5 separate regions of the Mus musculus genome follow, and regions 1, 3, 4 and 5 are each linked to region 2. Evidence: chromatin contacts called from public Hi-C, HiChIP or PLAC-seq, Micro-C and promoter capture Hi-C data. All regions are on one chromosome and are shown on one strand. Each heading gives the region's core, a stretch centred on a gene start, on an enhancer-like site or on the middle of the called end of the contact. The rest is flanking DNA. Distances are from core to core; before and after follow the strand shown. Region 1 holds the start of Ppp1r9b (protein phosphatase 1, regulatory subunit 9B). Region 2 holds the start of Nxph3 (neurexophilin 3). Region 3 holds the start of Col1a1 (collagen, type I, alpha 1). Region 4 holds the start of Ube2z (ubiquitin-conjugating enzyme E2Z). Region 5 has its middle 9.4 kb from the start of Hils1.

Evidence for each region. Promoter capture Hi-C pulls out the DNA fragments that hold promoters and counts their contacts. Hi-C and Micro-C count contacts between places; a contact is called where the count stands out from the background. HiChIP or PLAC-seq counts read pairs in DNA pulled down with a chosen protein or histone mark.
Region 1: a Micro-C map of embryonic stem cells shows a contact between it and region 2, with 3 times the contacts expected there. The contact joins the promoter of Ppp1r9b here to the promoter of Nxph3 in region 2. A contact is called at or near these places in 3 of 39 promoter capture datasets (hippocampal neurons, liver and pre-B cells), 6 of 484 Hi-C or Micro-C datasets (cerebellum, embryonic fibroblasts and embryonic stem cells) and 5 of 115 datasets of contacts at active chromatin or transcription factors (bone marrow-derived dendritic cells, bone marrow-derived macrophages, embryonic forebrain and 1 more).
Region 3: a promoter capture Hi-C map of pre-B cells shows a contact between it and region 2, with 4 times the contacts expected there. The contact joins the promoter of Col1a1 here to the promoter of Nxph3 in region 2. A contact is called at or near these places in 5 of 39 promoter capture datasets (HPC-7-derived erythroid cells, hippocampal neurons, liver and 2 more), 12 of 484 Hi-C or Micro-C datasets (the G1E-ER4 cell line, the N1E-115 cell line, cardiomyocytes and 5 more) and 2 of 9 other capture datasets (adipose tissue and liver).
Region 4: a contact with region 2 is called in a FOXA1 HiChIP or PLAC-seq map of pancreatic cancer cells. The contact joins the promoter of Ube2z here to the promoter of Nxph3 in region 2. A contact is called at or near these places in 2 of 115 datasets of contacts at active chromatin or transcription factors (bone marrow-derived macrophages and pancreatic cancer cells).
Region 5: a contact with region 2 is called in a Hi-C map of the G1E-ER4 cell line, with 2.8 times the contacts expected there. The contact joins the enhancer-like site here to the promoter of Nxph3 in region 2. A contact is called at or near these places in 1 of 39 promoter capture datasets (stem cell-derived epiblast-like cells), 9 of 484 Hi-C or Micro-C datasets (the G1E-ER4 cell line, the P5424 cell line, cardiomyocytes and 4 more) and 2 of 115 datasets of contacts at active chromatin or transcription factors (embryonic stem cells and pancreatic cancer cells).

Annotation. Positions count from the first base shown.
Region 1 is chr11:94,989,865-94,992,564 of GRCm38.p6, forward strand. Ppp1r9b (protein phosphatase 1, regulatory subunit 9B) reads left to right here and starts at 1,348. Exons shown (of 10, transcript NM_172261.3): 1 at 1,348-2,700. The coding sequence starts at 1,684.
Region 2 is chr11:95,513,154-95,515,853 of GRCm38.p6, forward strand. It overlaps Nxph3 (neurexophilin 3), which reads right to left and starts at 1,412. Exons shown (of 2, transcript NM_130858.3): 1 at 1,007-1,412. The coding sequence starts at 1,060.
Region 3 is chr11:94,934,931-94,937,630 of GRCm38.p6, forward strand. Col1a1 (collagen, type I, alpha 1) reads left to right here and starts at 1,294. Exons shown (of 51, transcript NM_007742.4): 1 at 1,294-1,514. The coding sequence starts at 1,439.
Region 4 is chr11:96,064,077-96,066,776 of GRCm38.p6, forward strand. Ube2z (ubiquitin-conjugating enzyme E2Z) reads right to left here and starts at 1,288. Exons shown (of 7, transcript NM_172300.3): 1 at 876-1,288. The coding sequence starts at 1,198.
Region 5 is chr11:94,956,868-94,959,567 of GRCm38.p6, forward strand. No RefSeq gene overlaps it. Among named protein-coding and RNA genes, the nearest start is that of Hils1, 9.4 kb to the right of the region's middle. Within about 2 kb of position 1,359, at least 138 of the 459 cell types and tissues checked have an H3K27ac peak or open chromatin away from gene starts, as enhancers often do. A contact at or near this core is called in the G1E-ER4 cell line, cardiomyocytes, cerebellum and 2 more, where this site is marked.

The sequences.
Region 1 (2,700 bases), core at 98-2,597, 520 kb before region 2:
GCTGGGGAGAGGGGGGAGGCTTTGTGCCTGAGTTGTTTTCTGGGTCCTAGTGTCCACCCTGTTCAGTTCCTGGGAATCTACCAACGACTGGAGGAGCTACACATCTAGACCTGACTGAATATTGGACGGATCCTCACTGCTAGATTGGGGAAGGATAACGGGCATAACAAGGCCCCTTGTTGTGTATGTGAGGAATGAAGGAGCTCTAAAGAAGCTGAGTTTTCAAGGTGGGATTTGTAGGGTACACACACACACAAACACGCTTGCACACAAGTGACCAGAATCCTCTAAGTCTGAGACCCAACGTAGAACTCTCAATAGGGAAACTTTAGCCCTGGGACTCTAGAATCATTCCTTCCAACCTCCCCCAACACCTTACAAACCTTCCTGTTTCAGAGATCTTTTCTGGCAGGTTATGAAGGCCAGGATTCTATACCTCTCCCCAAAGGGGTAGGTGAACAACGTCATTTTAAGACTTCCCAAGGCAAAAAAGCATCTTTGGTAATCTCCTGCCATATGGGTGATGTAACCCCCAACCCTGTCCCTTTCTTCATTTCTCCTCCGGACAGAGCACCACAAAGATTGCTGGGCCCAAGTTTTACATTCTGAAAGATGAAAAAAAAAAAATTCCTATGGGGAATTGTTAAAATGAAGAATCCCAGGTTCCGCCTCTGAGATTCCCCTTCACCTTTGGGAAGGAGCTAGAAATTATGTACTTTGATCTAGCACCCAAAAGTTTTGTTGCTGGTACCCCTGAACACTCTAAGGACCTTTAGAGAAATGATTAAGGGCCCTCCCCACAGAACCCCTTCACTTTGTGGGAGGAGAAGGCCAGTTCCTGCTGTGGCTGGATGGCTCCCCGCCCCCAGGGTTAAATGAGGGGACGCCTAAGTGGATTGTGAAAAGCCGAGTTTGGGATGGGAGGGCTGAAGAAGAATAGCCAAGGTCGGTGAAGCTGCGGAAGGCTGTCCGCCAACTATGAGTAGGAGAGACCAGGCGACAGGGTGGAAGGGAAGGGGAGGGCTCACAGGCTCCGGCCCCGGAAATCCGATCCCTTTAGGACCCAGTGGTACCAGTCCCCCAGCGGCGGCGGCGAGAAGGGCAGCCGCTCGGTCTCCGGCAGCCGCGGTTCGGGCAGAGCTAGAGAAAGACCGAGGCTCGGGGCGCGGGGGGGAGGGAGGGAGGGAGGGAGGCGCGGCGGAGCGGCCCGGGTCAGCGGAGCAGCCACGGGCGCGGGGATGCCGGGCACCCCGAGAGCCAAGGCCCCCGGCCGGAGTAGGGGGCGCCTGCGCCGCCAGCGCCGCTGACACCGCCTCGGAGGATGTGAGCCGGTGCCGTGGCCGCTGCTTCGCGGGCTGGGCGCGCGGTCCCAGCAGCTCCAGCCAGCCTCCGCTTCTTCAATTTGGGTGGGGGCGACCGCACCAGGCCGCTAGAGCTTTCGAAGGGGGCTGGCTGTCTTTGGCAGCTTGGTTGGGGGAGGCGACCCACACAGGGCGCTCGGAGATTTTTTTTTTTTAAAGCAGGGTTAACTGTTTTTTGGCAGCTTGGTTTCTGGGGGACTCTATAGAAGGCCTTTCGGGATTTCTTTCTTTGGGGGGAGGGGGCGGTGGTCCCGACTTGGCCAGCCGCCTGCTGGAGGGGGGCAGCGGGGAGCAGGGGGATGCGAACCCGGCTCCCCCAACCATGATGAAGACGGAGCCTCGGGGGCCCGGGGGTCCCCTCCGGAGCGCCTCCCCGCACCGCAGCGCCTACGAAGCGGGCATCCAGGCACTAAAGCCTCCCGATGCACCCGGGCCCGACGAGGCACCCAAGGCGGCCCACCATAAGAAATATGGCTCCAACGTCCACCGCATCAAAAGTATGTTCCTGCAGATGGGCACCACCGCGGGGCCGCCGGGTGAGGCAGGCGGAGGCGCAGGCATGGCCGAGGCCCCACGGGCGTCCGATCGCGGGGTGCGCCTGTCCCTGCCGCGGGCCAGCAGCCTGAACGAGAACGTAGACCACAGTGCCCTGCTCAAGCTGGGCACCAGTGTGTCGGAGCGCGTGAGCCGCTTCGACTCCAAGCCCGCGCCCTCGGCGCAGCCCGCTCCTCCGCCGCACCCGCCGTCCCGGCTGCAGGAGACGCGGAAGCTGTTCGAACGGAGCGTCCCCGCGGCCTCGGGTGGCGACAAGGAGGCCGTGGCGCGGCGGCTGCTGAGGCAGGAGCGCGCCGGCCTGCAGGACCGGAAGCTGGACGTCGTGGTGCGCTTTAACGGCAGCACCGAGGCGCTGGACAAGCTGGATGCTGACGCCGTGTCGCCGACGGTCAGCCAGCTCAGTGCGGTCTTCGAGAAAGCCGACTCGAGGACCGGCCTTCACCGTGCACCCGGCCCCCCTCGGGCAGCCGGGGCGCCCCAGGTCAACTCGAAGCTGGTCACTAAGCGGTCCCGGGTGTTCCAGCCACCGCCGCCGCCTCCCGCCCCGTCGGGGGATGGCGCGACCGAGAAGGAGCGTGGCCCCGGAGGGCAGCAGCCCCCACAGCACCGGGTGGCCCCTGCCCGACCTCCGCCTAAGCCGCGGGAGGTGCGCAAGATCAAGCCGGTGGAGGTTGAAGAAAGTGGGGAGTCTGAGGCCGAGTCGGCTCCCGGGGAAGTGATCCAGGCCGAGGTGACGGTCCATGCAGCCTTGGAGAATGGCAGCACCCCGGCCACCACAGCCAGC
Region 2 (2,700 bases), core at 162-2,661:
GGCTGCTCCTGCCTCCCAAGTCCCCAGTGCCCCAGGGTCAGGAGTCAAGAAGGAAGGCTCCTGGGTTTGGGTTTAAGGCTGCCCACCTGTGCGTACTTGGCTCTAGGGTTTAACTAAATGGTTGAGACAGTCAATAGCTCAGTAGTAAAGAGGGCCACAGGAAAGGGCCAAGCAGGGAAGACATCCTCCCTAGTCCTAGAGTGGACTAGGAATGGAAGGGTTGCTGTCAATGGGAATTGTTTTGAGGAAGGGGGCCGTTCCAGTGGCGCCGAGGCGGAGGCTTCTCCAGGACAGGATTAGGGTCGGGACAGATGTGGGGCGGTGGGCGCGGGTCGCGAGAGAGTTAAGCTACAGGGTAGGGTCCAGGGTGGGGTTCCAAGGCACCCTGGGCCGCGGGGGAGCGGGGTCTGGGCGCTCAGCTCAGCTGCTTTGAGCGCCTGGGGCGGGAGCCGCCTGCCCAGGTCCTGTGGGGCTCGGGCTGCGCGCTGCCGGGAGAGGCGAGGAAAACAACAGGCGAGGAGGGAGGGAGCGAGAGGGACGGCGGGAGGCAGGGACGCGGGGGCTGCCCCCGGTCCGCCCGGGTTTGGCGCGCCAGGGCCCACAGTTCGGGATTCTCTGGGCCCCAGAGGTCAAAGAAGAATACCGCGTCCCCTGGCCGGGCAGGTCACCTGCCCCACCCCCGTTTCGCGCGTCCTGGGATGCTGCTACGAGAGGTCGGGTAATCCTTGGCTACTCAGCTTGGGGGGCCTTTTCCCTAGTGTCACTCGCACCTCCCGCGATCAGCCGCGGAGTGGGTGGGCCATCCAAGCACCCTCCTCCCCGCCCCTATTAACCCTTCCAGTCCGGCCTCTGGCCTCGGACCCGCCCTCTCCCCTAGCCTCCAGCGTTCACCGCATCCCCAGGATGCCGGGGTGGGGGGAGGGAGAAAGTTTCAGGGCTCCGCAGCTTCCCGCGCTCTCCCCATCCCCTGGCCCCCGCCCTGCGCCGCTCCCCGCGGACCACTCACCAGATAGAGGCTGCCCTGCACTAGGAACACGAAGCAGCAACGGGTCAGTTGCATCTTCCTCCTTTGCTCTCACCCGTCTCTCTTTTCCTTTCGGGGTCCCAGGCCCCCTCCGTCCCGGACTGCTCCTTCAGGCGCGCTGTCCCATGCTCCGGTCCCCGGTGGCTCGCGGCCCTCCCCTCAGCCAGTTGCTGGGACCGACCCCGCCCCCTTCGGTCCAGCTGTGCAGCCGCCGCCCCCTCCCCGAGTCCAGCTGCTCGCCGCGCGGTCCCTTCTCCCAGTCCCAGATGTGCGCCCGGAGCGTCTCGAAGGGGCTCCGGCTGAGCGGTGACTCTGCCGCTCCAGACAGGCGCTCGGCGCCCGGCTTGTTTCCAGAGGCTCGGCTCTCACCCAGATGTGCTGGGGACCTGCGCGCGCGCCCGTCCCCGGTGCTAATTCCCCAGACCAGACGGCCCCTCCCGCCCCGTCGTGGCGCGCCCCCTGGCGGACGCCCCGGGCCACGCCGAGCCGCGGCCGCCCGCTCCCCGCTCTGCGCCCCGCCAGACTGGAGCGCTCCTGGCGCCCAGGCGCCTCCCGCTTCCTCGTCCCTCCCACTGGCGGCGGCGGCGGCGGCAGGTACGGTGAGCCCAGTCGGTACCTCCGGATTTAACTCCTCCCCTGCCGGCCAGCAGCCTGGGGACCTGGGACGCCCAATTTCCAGCGTAGGGGACAGGAGGAGGGCGGAGGAGCTCTGGGTGAGGAGGCAAGAGGCTGGAAGACCGCGGATGGGGACACCAGCTTTTCCGCCCTTCTGGCAGCGCGCCTTCTTTTCTGTAGCGGGCACACGGGAATCTGTCGCTCTACCTACCTCCACCCTAGGAGTCCTAGAATTTGGAAAGACGACTCTCCCTAAATCCATTTTTAAGGGCTCAAGGATATTTACAGCGGATCACAGCTGATGGTTCCTGCAAGACTTGATGAGGGTGCTAAGGGAAGTTCTTCTAAGTGTCTAGCTCGCACCCTTTTTCCTAGCACATTCGTTCCTTTTCTTCTTAGACGACCTAAGAGCAATCAGTACGAAGCATTTGGTTGAGGCGCTGGGCTGAAGAGACCACTAGGGTCCAGGCTGGGTTCTGAGGTTGGGGTAAGGGTTTGCCTCCTGAGAAATAGAGGCATAAATGGCGTGAACAGGCCTCTCAGAGCATGTTCTTCCCTACCCATTTCCCACGGCACAGGTGTCACCAGGCGGAAAAGGGCCCCACCCCAGTGGGGTCCTAGGTTGCTCTGTTCTCTTCAAATCACCAAGACAAGAAAGATTAAGACCTAGACAAGAGATCCCAAAGGGTCAGGACCACCCTCCTGCCCTCAATGGCTAGACATCCTTCTGAGCTCTTTACAACTCCTTTGGTCTTTAGAAAAACAAAAGGTCGAATCCTAGGACCCGCATGGAGGCATTTGGAGTGGCCCCAGCCTACACTGGGTCTACCGGAAGCTCTCCACACTCTCTTCTGTGGCCCTCTGAGATCCAGTGTGGTCCCTGGCTGCAGCCCCCAGCTCACACCCAGCCTCCTCCCCCACCATCTGCCAGGCGTTGTGCGAGGAATGCAGATGAATCTTAATATCAGCCTGGGCCAAGTGCAAAGAGGGAGAGACTGCAGAAGGAGGTAGCTTGGATGAGCCCCCTGTCTCCTGGGTGCCCTGGGCCTTTCGGGCTCTTT
Region 3 (2,700 bases), core at 44-2,543, 580 kb before region 2:
CAAGATGAAGTTCCTAAGCAGATTGGACAGAGCACCTTTGCAGGGTGCAGGGAGCACCGGGGAAGAACGGACACTGTCTTTTAGCGACAACTTTAAATATAAGCTGCTGTTCTTGGGGGACTACAGATGACCCTTTCCTGACGGCAGAGGTGGGGAGCAATGGCCAAGATTTTCAGCAAAGAAGTGAGGACATGGGAAGAAACCATTAAATAAAGTCCCTCAGCTACCAAACACAAGTTTCTGCCACACACTGAGTTCACCTAGGTGTCCCCAGACCACATCCAAGTACAATTAGAAAAGAGGGCTCTCTGTAGCTTTGAGAACACCCCTCTATGGCCAAGTACCTTCTACCTGTTCATTCTGCATTGATATTGCTACATAAGAGGGCCTCTAACAAATCTCTGGCTGTGGCCACAGCTGACACAAGACCTTTTTCTAAAACATCCCTGGTCACAGGCTTCCTGCAACAAACTCACATCCCAGTGCTGGGATGGAGGAGGTCAGAGAAGAATTTATACAACATGCCCCAGGCCCCAGCTTTGAGGACCCAGAAAGCCCCCTGCCCACACTGCTGCTCATCACTTAATGCATAAGCATTCTTCTGGAAGGACAAGGATGTCAAAGGTCTCCCCAAGCCTCAGCCTCAGAGCTGTTATTTATTAGAAAGGTGTGTCTGGCATGGCAGAACAGATAGGCACCCCCTTCCTTTCAAACCACCACATATCTGACTCTTAGTATCTGTGAAGAGATGTATAACTGTTCACAAATATTCCTACCCTCCATTCCTGGGTCCACACCATGAGGTGATCCCCTCCCTCCAACAGGCACATCTGCTTAGCTGATAGGTTCTAATCAGATTAATCTAACTTATTCCTTAGTTCTTCCCCAGGATGCCTGAAAGATTACTAGGCATGGCCAGGAGGACCTTTTCCCAATTATTCCTGACACTGATCCCTTTGTAGTGTTTCCCAACTCAGATTCTCAGTTCTACATCCTTCTGATTTGAAGTCCCAGAAAGAAAGTACAAGGGGTATTCTCTACCCACACTCAGTATACTGAGGGCCCAGCCACACTCCAGTGACAGCACCTCTGGCCCATGTAGATCTGGGGGGCAAGGGCGGCAGAGTTGCGGGAGGGGGGGCGCTGGGTGGACTCCTTTCCCTTCCTTTCCCTCCTCCCCCCTCTTCGTTCCAAATTGGGGGCCGGGCCAGGCAGTTCTGATTGGCTGGGGGCCGGGCTGCTGGCTCCCCCTCTCCGAGAGGCAGGGTTCCTCCCAGCTCTCCATCAAGATGGTATAAAAGGGGCCCAGGCCAGTCGTCGGAGCAGACGGGAGTTTCTCCTCGGGACGGAGCAGGAGGCACGCGGAGTGAGGCCACGCATGAGCCGAAGCTAACCCCCCACCCCAGCCGCAAAGAGTCTACATGTCTAGGGTCTAGACATGTTCAGCTTTGTGGACCTCCGGCTCCTGCTCCTCTTAGGGGCCACTGCCCTCCTGACGCATGGCCAAGAAGACAGTAAGTTCCAAACTCTGGGGAGTTTACTACAGCTTCTTGGTATTGCGTTCTGTATAGAGGGGTCCTAGCAGATAAGACTTAAATGGAGGTGCAGGGCTGCTCCAGAGGCAGGGATGGGACGGTGATGGAGAGGAAACGGGATGAGAGAGGTCACCCTGTTGAGCAGATGAGGGGGAGCAGTTCTCAGAAGTGGAGCCTTGCATGAGATGGCCCAGGAAGAAATTTCAAGCACCCATCTGTAGCACAACAGGAAAAGTGGGAATCTGGACACGGGTTGGGGCAGAGTACGTCGAAAATGAAATAAGGCCTCTGGAATAGAGATTCGGAGCTCAAGATGTAAAAGCTATCAAAAAGGCTGCGGGATGATTCATAAGGAAAGATTGTTTGCCCTCTCTGCAGGCTAGACAGTGTTGCTGGGGCCTCCGGGGTGCTGGGCTCTCGGGGGGGGGGGAGGGGACGCACGGAGAGGGCGGGTTGCTGGATGAGAAAGTTTGGCTAGGACTTGACTGGGCGCGGTCCCTGTGCCTCCTGCTGGCCAGCCGAGAGCACTACGAGTCCTGGTACAGCACTTTACAGCGCACAGGCTGAGAAGGAAAACCTGGGTTATTGCGGACCCTCATCTCCAGACTAGGAAAATAAAAGCAGGGATGGATGGGGTAGCTCTGGTCTTTGAAAGAAGTGACCCAGGCCGAGTAAAAGTCGGTCCGCCCCTGCATTGCTTAGTTTTGCCCGCCACCTAGTGGTTGCCTTGATCAGGTCCTGGAGCGGTGGGCGTGGTTAACTCATCATTACTATTTGTAGACTTGACTTCTTTGGCTAAGGAGATTCCAAAGCACTACTGGCTTTGAAGGACCCGGCTTGTCTAGTTAGCAAGTTTTCAAGATTCCTGGGAGCTGGAAATTGGGATGTATCTAACTTTAGGGATACATTTTACTACACTGGACAGGGCTCCACTGAAATCAGCCCCTCCACATTGTAGCCCCGCCCATTCCGCCCCACCTGCCCCGGGAAAGGAGGTGGGACCAGGGCTGAATTTCCCCTTCTCTCCTCCCACCCCCGCCTCCTGTCTCCGCGCAAACCACGTCCCACGAGCCCCCACCTACTGCGTAGGAGCCCTCCTACTCTCCTTCAGCAGGCTTTTTTATTTCATTTGGTTCCCGCGCGCGTGGGCTGAAGTTGTTTGGAA
Region 4 (2,700 bases), core at 38-2,537, 550 kb after region 2:
ATGCAATTGGTACCATACTAAGTGAGCACTTTTGCAAAACATATTTATCTATGAAGTGATACGATCTAAGATCGGTCACCCAAGACACAAGCACAGACAGGCCCTAGGCCTTTTGTTCCTGTATTTGAAGGGAGTACATCTGCTTTACAAAAGTAAACCAGACAACCTTGGGGGTAAATAATAGGAAAAAAGTTCTTGACTAAGATGTTACAATCCAGAGTGATAGTGAGAGATGGTAGGAACGCAGAGTTTCAGGGACAGGTGTGAGGGACAGTTTTGGGGTGATTGGAAAGGGGGTTCAAGAAATGATCTGGAAAGTCAGGGAGGCTCTCTAGACCCGTGGAAAGGGCCATATGGTGGGGAAACGAGGTAAGGAAAGGTAAAAAGGAAGACTGACTCGAGTCTGCAACTGGGCAATGCAGGTAGAGGATGTTCCAAGCGGGGACTCCAGAAGAGATGGAGAACTGATGGGTGGGGCCTGAGGGCAGCCTTTAGGTAAGCTGGTGGGGTAGGTTAGAGGGGAAGTGCGAAGGGCGGGACCGAGCGTTACAGAAGAGCAAAAGGGTCAGGTTTCGGGTGAACGGGAGGGGGTAGGGATAAGGCATCCGGAACGGAGCTGCAGGGCTCACCGGAGGTCGCTAAGGGGCGGGGTAGGCCCGAGGGCAATCGCGGATCTGTTTGGGCTGTAGGGCCGGGCGCTGAGAGGGCGGGAGGGAGGGAAAGGGCGACACTTAAGGCCCCCGTCAGTAGAGAGGCCCGCAGGGTTTGGGCCTGGAAGACGTGAGGCGGGAGAGAGCCCCGATGGGGAAAGGTGGGGGGCGGGGAAGGTCGAGCCCTGGAGCTCCGGGGTGAGGGAGGAAAAACCCCCGGCTCACCGCTTAATCCGAAGTAGACACTGTGGCGCGGTTCGCTCGCCGTCCCAGTCCGAGCTGAGCGTGGGGTCCCAATGGCTAAGCAGCGCGGCCCCGTGGGCAGCGGCCGAGGGCGGGAGTCCTGGCAGCGGAGCCAGGCCGCTCCCCGGTCCCCCGGCCCCGCCCGCCGCCGCCGCCGCCGCCCACACATCCGGCAGAAAAGGCGGCCCGAACCCGCCGCCGCTCCCGCTAACGCCGACCACACCGGCAACACCACTCGACCCTGGGCCCGCCGCCCCGGCGCCAGCCGTCGCCGTCGCCGCCTCCTCAGTCGGACTCTCCGCCATCGCTGCTTCGCTTCCGGGACTGCTCAGCAGCACGTCCGCCGACCAGAGCGGCCGCTGCTCCCGCACCACCGAGAGCCGGGCCAGAGTGTCCCCACCCTCGGCTTCCCCAGCCCGGGTGGCGCTGGCTCCGCCCACCTCCGCCCGGACCAGCGAGAGGCGTGCTGCCAGAGCGTCCACCCACGGTCCTCCAGAGCGGGGGGCGGGGGCTAGCGGACTAGCTGGCGCTCCAGGCCAGCGCAGATTCTGCGCCCCGCTGGAGATGCTGGTAGCCTTCCATGGTTAAAGGTTTTATGTTGGGAGAGTTGATGTCGGAGAAGACAGTTCAAAGAAGATGGAGAGACCCACAGCTTCTCTTTTAAAGGGAGGGACCATCGATGTTCAATCCTAGGGTAGGACTAAGGTCCACCTTCCCTGTAGGGCAATCGAAAGAAGAGCTTGAGTAGTTTAGGGCCCTTCACATCCCTACGGCTCTGTGCTGTATCATGTCTGGTCTTCTCCCCCATCGACTACTATTGTCGCCTGACTGCGGATGGACTAAGAGGAAGAACGGAATCAGAACGTGCGAATAAAAGACCACCTCATTTGAGTTTATTCGATATTTATTTATGAAGGGCATACTAAAGGCCAGGAGCTGTTGCTAGGCATTGCCCTGGAGATAATGACACAGAAGTTGACAGCTTGGTAGAAGTCAAGCATCAGGCTTGATTCCAAGCTCAGTACCTTTTCTACCCGCTAATCCTGGAGTTACGGGTTTGAAATTCTCAATTTCTTAGAACTATATTGAGATTTGTAATACGAAAATTAACTCTGACTAAGGGGAAAAGACCTTAACCTTGTTCTACTGACAGGAATATGAGTCTGTGTGTGTGTTTGCTAACTGTAGGAAAACCAGAGGTACCGCATGACTGAGAATTTACACAACCCTTTCAGCTGGTCTGAGACAACATCCGAAACAAACACATTGATACTCTATAGCAAAGTGTATGAATAGTTTTTGAGACAAGGTTTCCAATATGTAGCTGCTTACCTCAGCCTTCTTAGTGCTGAGATGACCGGCATAAGCCACCACACCCAATGAAATATTCATATTAACTTTAGTACATTTATGAAGATTCATTCTAGAACAAACAGCCAGAGCCTCACTTTGGATCTTGTTTTTTTTTTTTTTTCTTCTTCTTTTCCTCCCGAAGAAGCCTGGCTCCTGTGGTGGCACAGCTCGTAAGCTAAGCACTAGAGAGGTTGAGGAATGATGAGGGAACTATCGTACATAAATAGTTGAGGCCACAAATTGAGTTCAAGGCAATCTGGGCAACAAAGGGACACCCTGTCTCAAAACACAAAAACCAACAAGTGAAGAGCCTGCGTTCTGGACATTTGTGCGTTTTCTCAAATGGTCTGGGGGCGGGGGTCTGGGAATAGTGAATACATTATGTTTTGAAGCTGCCATTAATTGAGTGCTTAAGGCTACACATTGTTTATCTGCTTTATTTTACTTGTTCCTC
Region 5 (2,700 bases), core at 109-2,608, 560 kb before region 2:
GTACGTCTTTGTGAAGGTGCAGGGTCCCCTGGAACCTAAGTTACAGTTGTGAGCTGCCATGTGGGTGCTGAGGATTGAACCCTGAGCCGTTTCTCCAGCCCCATATTTTTTATTTTCTAGCATCCATGTTTAGAAAGGGGGTTGGGGGGAGATGAGCTGCAGTGTAGCTCCGCTGGTACAGTGATTCCTAGTATGCACAATGCTTTGCGTTCAATCTCTATGCCACAGAAAAGATGGAGACCGGATCAAAGCCTGGGTTACATGAGACTCTATGTCAAAATAAATAAATAAATAAATAAAAATAAAAAGTGAGGTGAAACTAGTTTCATATCTTATTTAACCTAATACAATCTCAACCATTAAAACCATACACATTGCCGGGCAGTGGTGGCGCAAGCCTTTAATCCCAGCACTTGGGAGGCAGAGGCAGGCGGATTTCAGAGTTTGAGGCCAGCCTGGTCTACAGAGTGAGTTCCAGGACAGCCAGGGCTACACAGAGAAACCCTGTCTCGAAAAACCAAACCAAACAAACAAACAAACAAAAAACTATACACATCTCAGTTCGAACTAGCTGTATGTAGTTCTGGTGTTCACTCGTGACCAACAGCGTCCTTGCATTTAAGGAGTGCAAACTTTATCATTCCTTTCCATTCAGAAGGAAAAACAAAAATTTCTTGAGGCATTAGGGGAAGCAGAGCCCATTGGTCAGGATCTGACAGGTCAGAGAGACCCACACCCCTCTCGCCTGAGGAGGCTGTGTGGTACCCGGGATAATGCGGTGTCTAGGAAGTATTGGCATGCCTACCTTCATGGGTTCTCACTTCAGCCCTGAAGTAGGAATGACTCCGTTTGGGAGCAAACTAACTGTTGAGGTCGATACAGTGTGCCAGAACCATGTTTGGACCCTGCCTGGAGAGGTGTGGCCTTAGTGATTGAGGCCCGAAGTAGGTGGCCTCTGTATTGAAGAGACTGGACCATAGGGAGTGGTGCGGAAATGGCTGCAGGGTCCGGCTGCGCATGCGCATGCATAGTCTGTATTTAGAGTGAAGGTGGAGGCCGCTCATCAAGCCAATAATCAGGGCCATCATCTGGACTAAAAGTAGGGTGGAGTGAGTGCGGGGTGACACCACAGAAGGTGGGGGCTGGAAACAGCTGCCTACTCTGTGAGGGACTGTAGGAAGCCATCCTGATTACTCTTCCAGGAGAGGCTTCTGCCCAGTGAGTATGTCTGTGTCCTCCCTCTGTGCTGCTGGTCATCTGGGCGTTCACATGTGGATGCCCAGGCAGGGCTCAGTGTCTTCTGTAGTCACGCCATCCTCCCGGCTACTTGTCTGGGCCACTTCCTTTCAGGAAGGCAGCCAAGCCGGCTCCTGTGTGCTCTTTGGAACTGAGTTGGGAGGTAGAGGCTGCCAAGAGCCCAAGGCAAGGCCAGGAAGCAGAGGGAGGGAGGGAGGAGCTGACTTCTTATTCTCCCGCCCTCGACCAGGAAGGACATGCAGGGGACCAGACAGAGGTGAGAGGGGAGCCAGCAGCCCCCACCTTAAGGGTGCAGGGATCCAGTTGAAGCTAGCCTATGCCCCAGGACTGTGACACTGAGCTAGAGCTATGCCTGCCCATCAGCTGAAAGACCTGTGGGGGAGGGGGAGGAGGGAAGGGGAGGAGGAAGTAGCCAATGAGAAGCCAGAGGCATCTGTTTGTTCTGCAAAGAGCCCATCCCTCCAGCCATTACCTTGCCAGCACCCCACCTCCCGCCCCACCCTGCCAGCCTCTGTCAGCGCTTACCCAGTTCCATAATTAAGCAGCTAATGGGCTTCCAGTACCCAGAATAGGCAGAATGGGGTACAGATGATAGTGGTAAAGACTTACTTTTGACCACAGAGGAAGTGCAGCCTCCCTCAGAGCTCTGAGCAGGTTGATCTGAAGATAGTGAGTTATCTCAACTGATTGTTCAAAGTCAGTTCCAGATTGCATCCCTATTCTACACTCCACACCCCCCTTTCCTGTTACTGTACTTAACCAGCCGTTAAGATAGCACTTAAAAGGCTGCTCTTCTAGAGGGCCCGGGTTCAATTCCAGGCACCCCCAAGGCAGCTCACAGCTGTTTGTAACTCCAATCCCAGAGGATCTGGCACTTCTTTTGGCCTCTACAGGACATACATGCAGACCAAACACCCATACACATAAAAACTAAAAACAAACAAACAAACAAACAAACAAACAAACAAAAAATTGGATCTAGAGAGATGGTTTAGCCATTAAGAGCACTGGTTCTTCCAGAGGACCCAGGTTCGATTCCCAGCACCCACATGGCAGATCACAACTTTCAGTAACTCCAGTTCCAGGGCACCTAACAGCCACACACAGACATGCAGGCAAAGCAGCAGTGCACATAAAATAAAAACAAATAAATTAAAACAAGCAAACAAAAATAACTCTGAGCAGACACACAGACAACTATCCCTCAGGTATTCCCTCCAAACAGCCTTGCCTGCCATCTTCTGTGTGCAGGAGCTGTGTTGAACCTTAAGGGGTAGGTGTGGGGTGGGCTATTAGAGAGAGGGTAGGCAGAATCCTGAATCTAGTGCTGGCAGAAGACTTGCTGTTTCAGTTGTGAGCTTAGCCTTTAAGGGCTGAGCCATCTCAACAGCTCAGAAGACCTATAACCCATGAGCCCAGACAGCATCTCCTATCGGAGAGCCA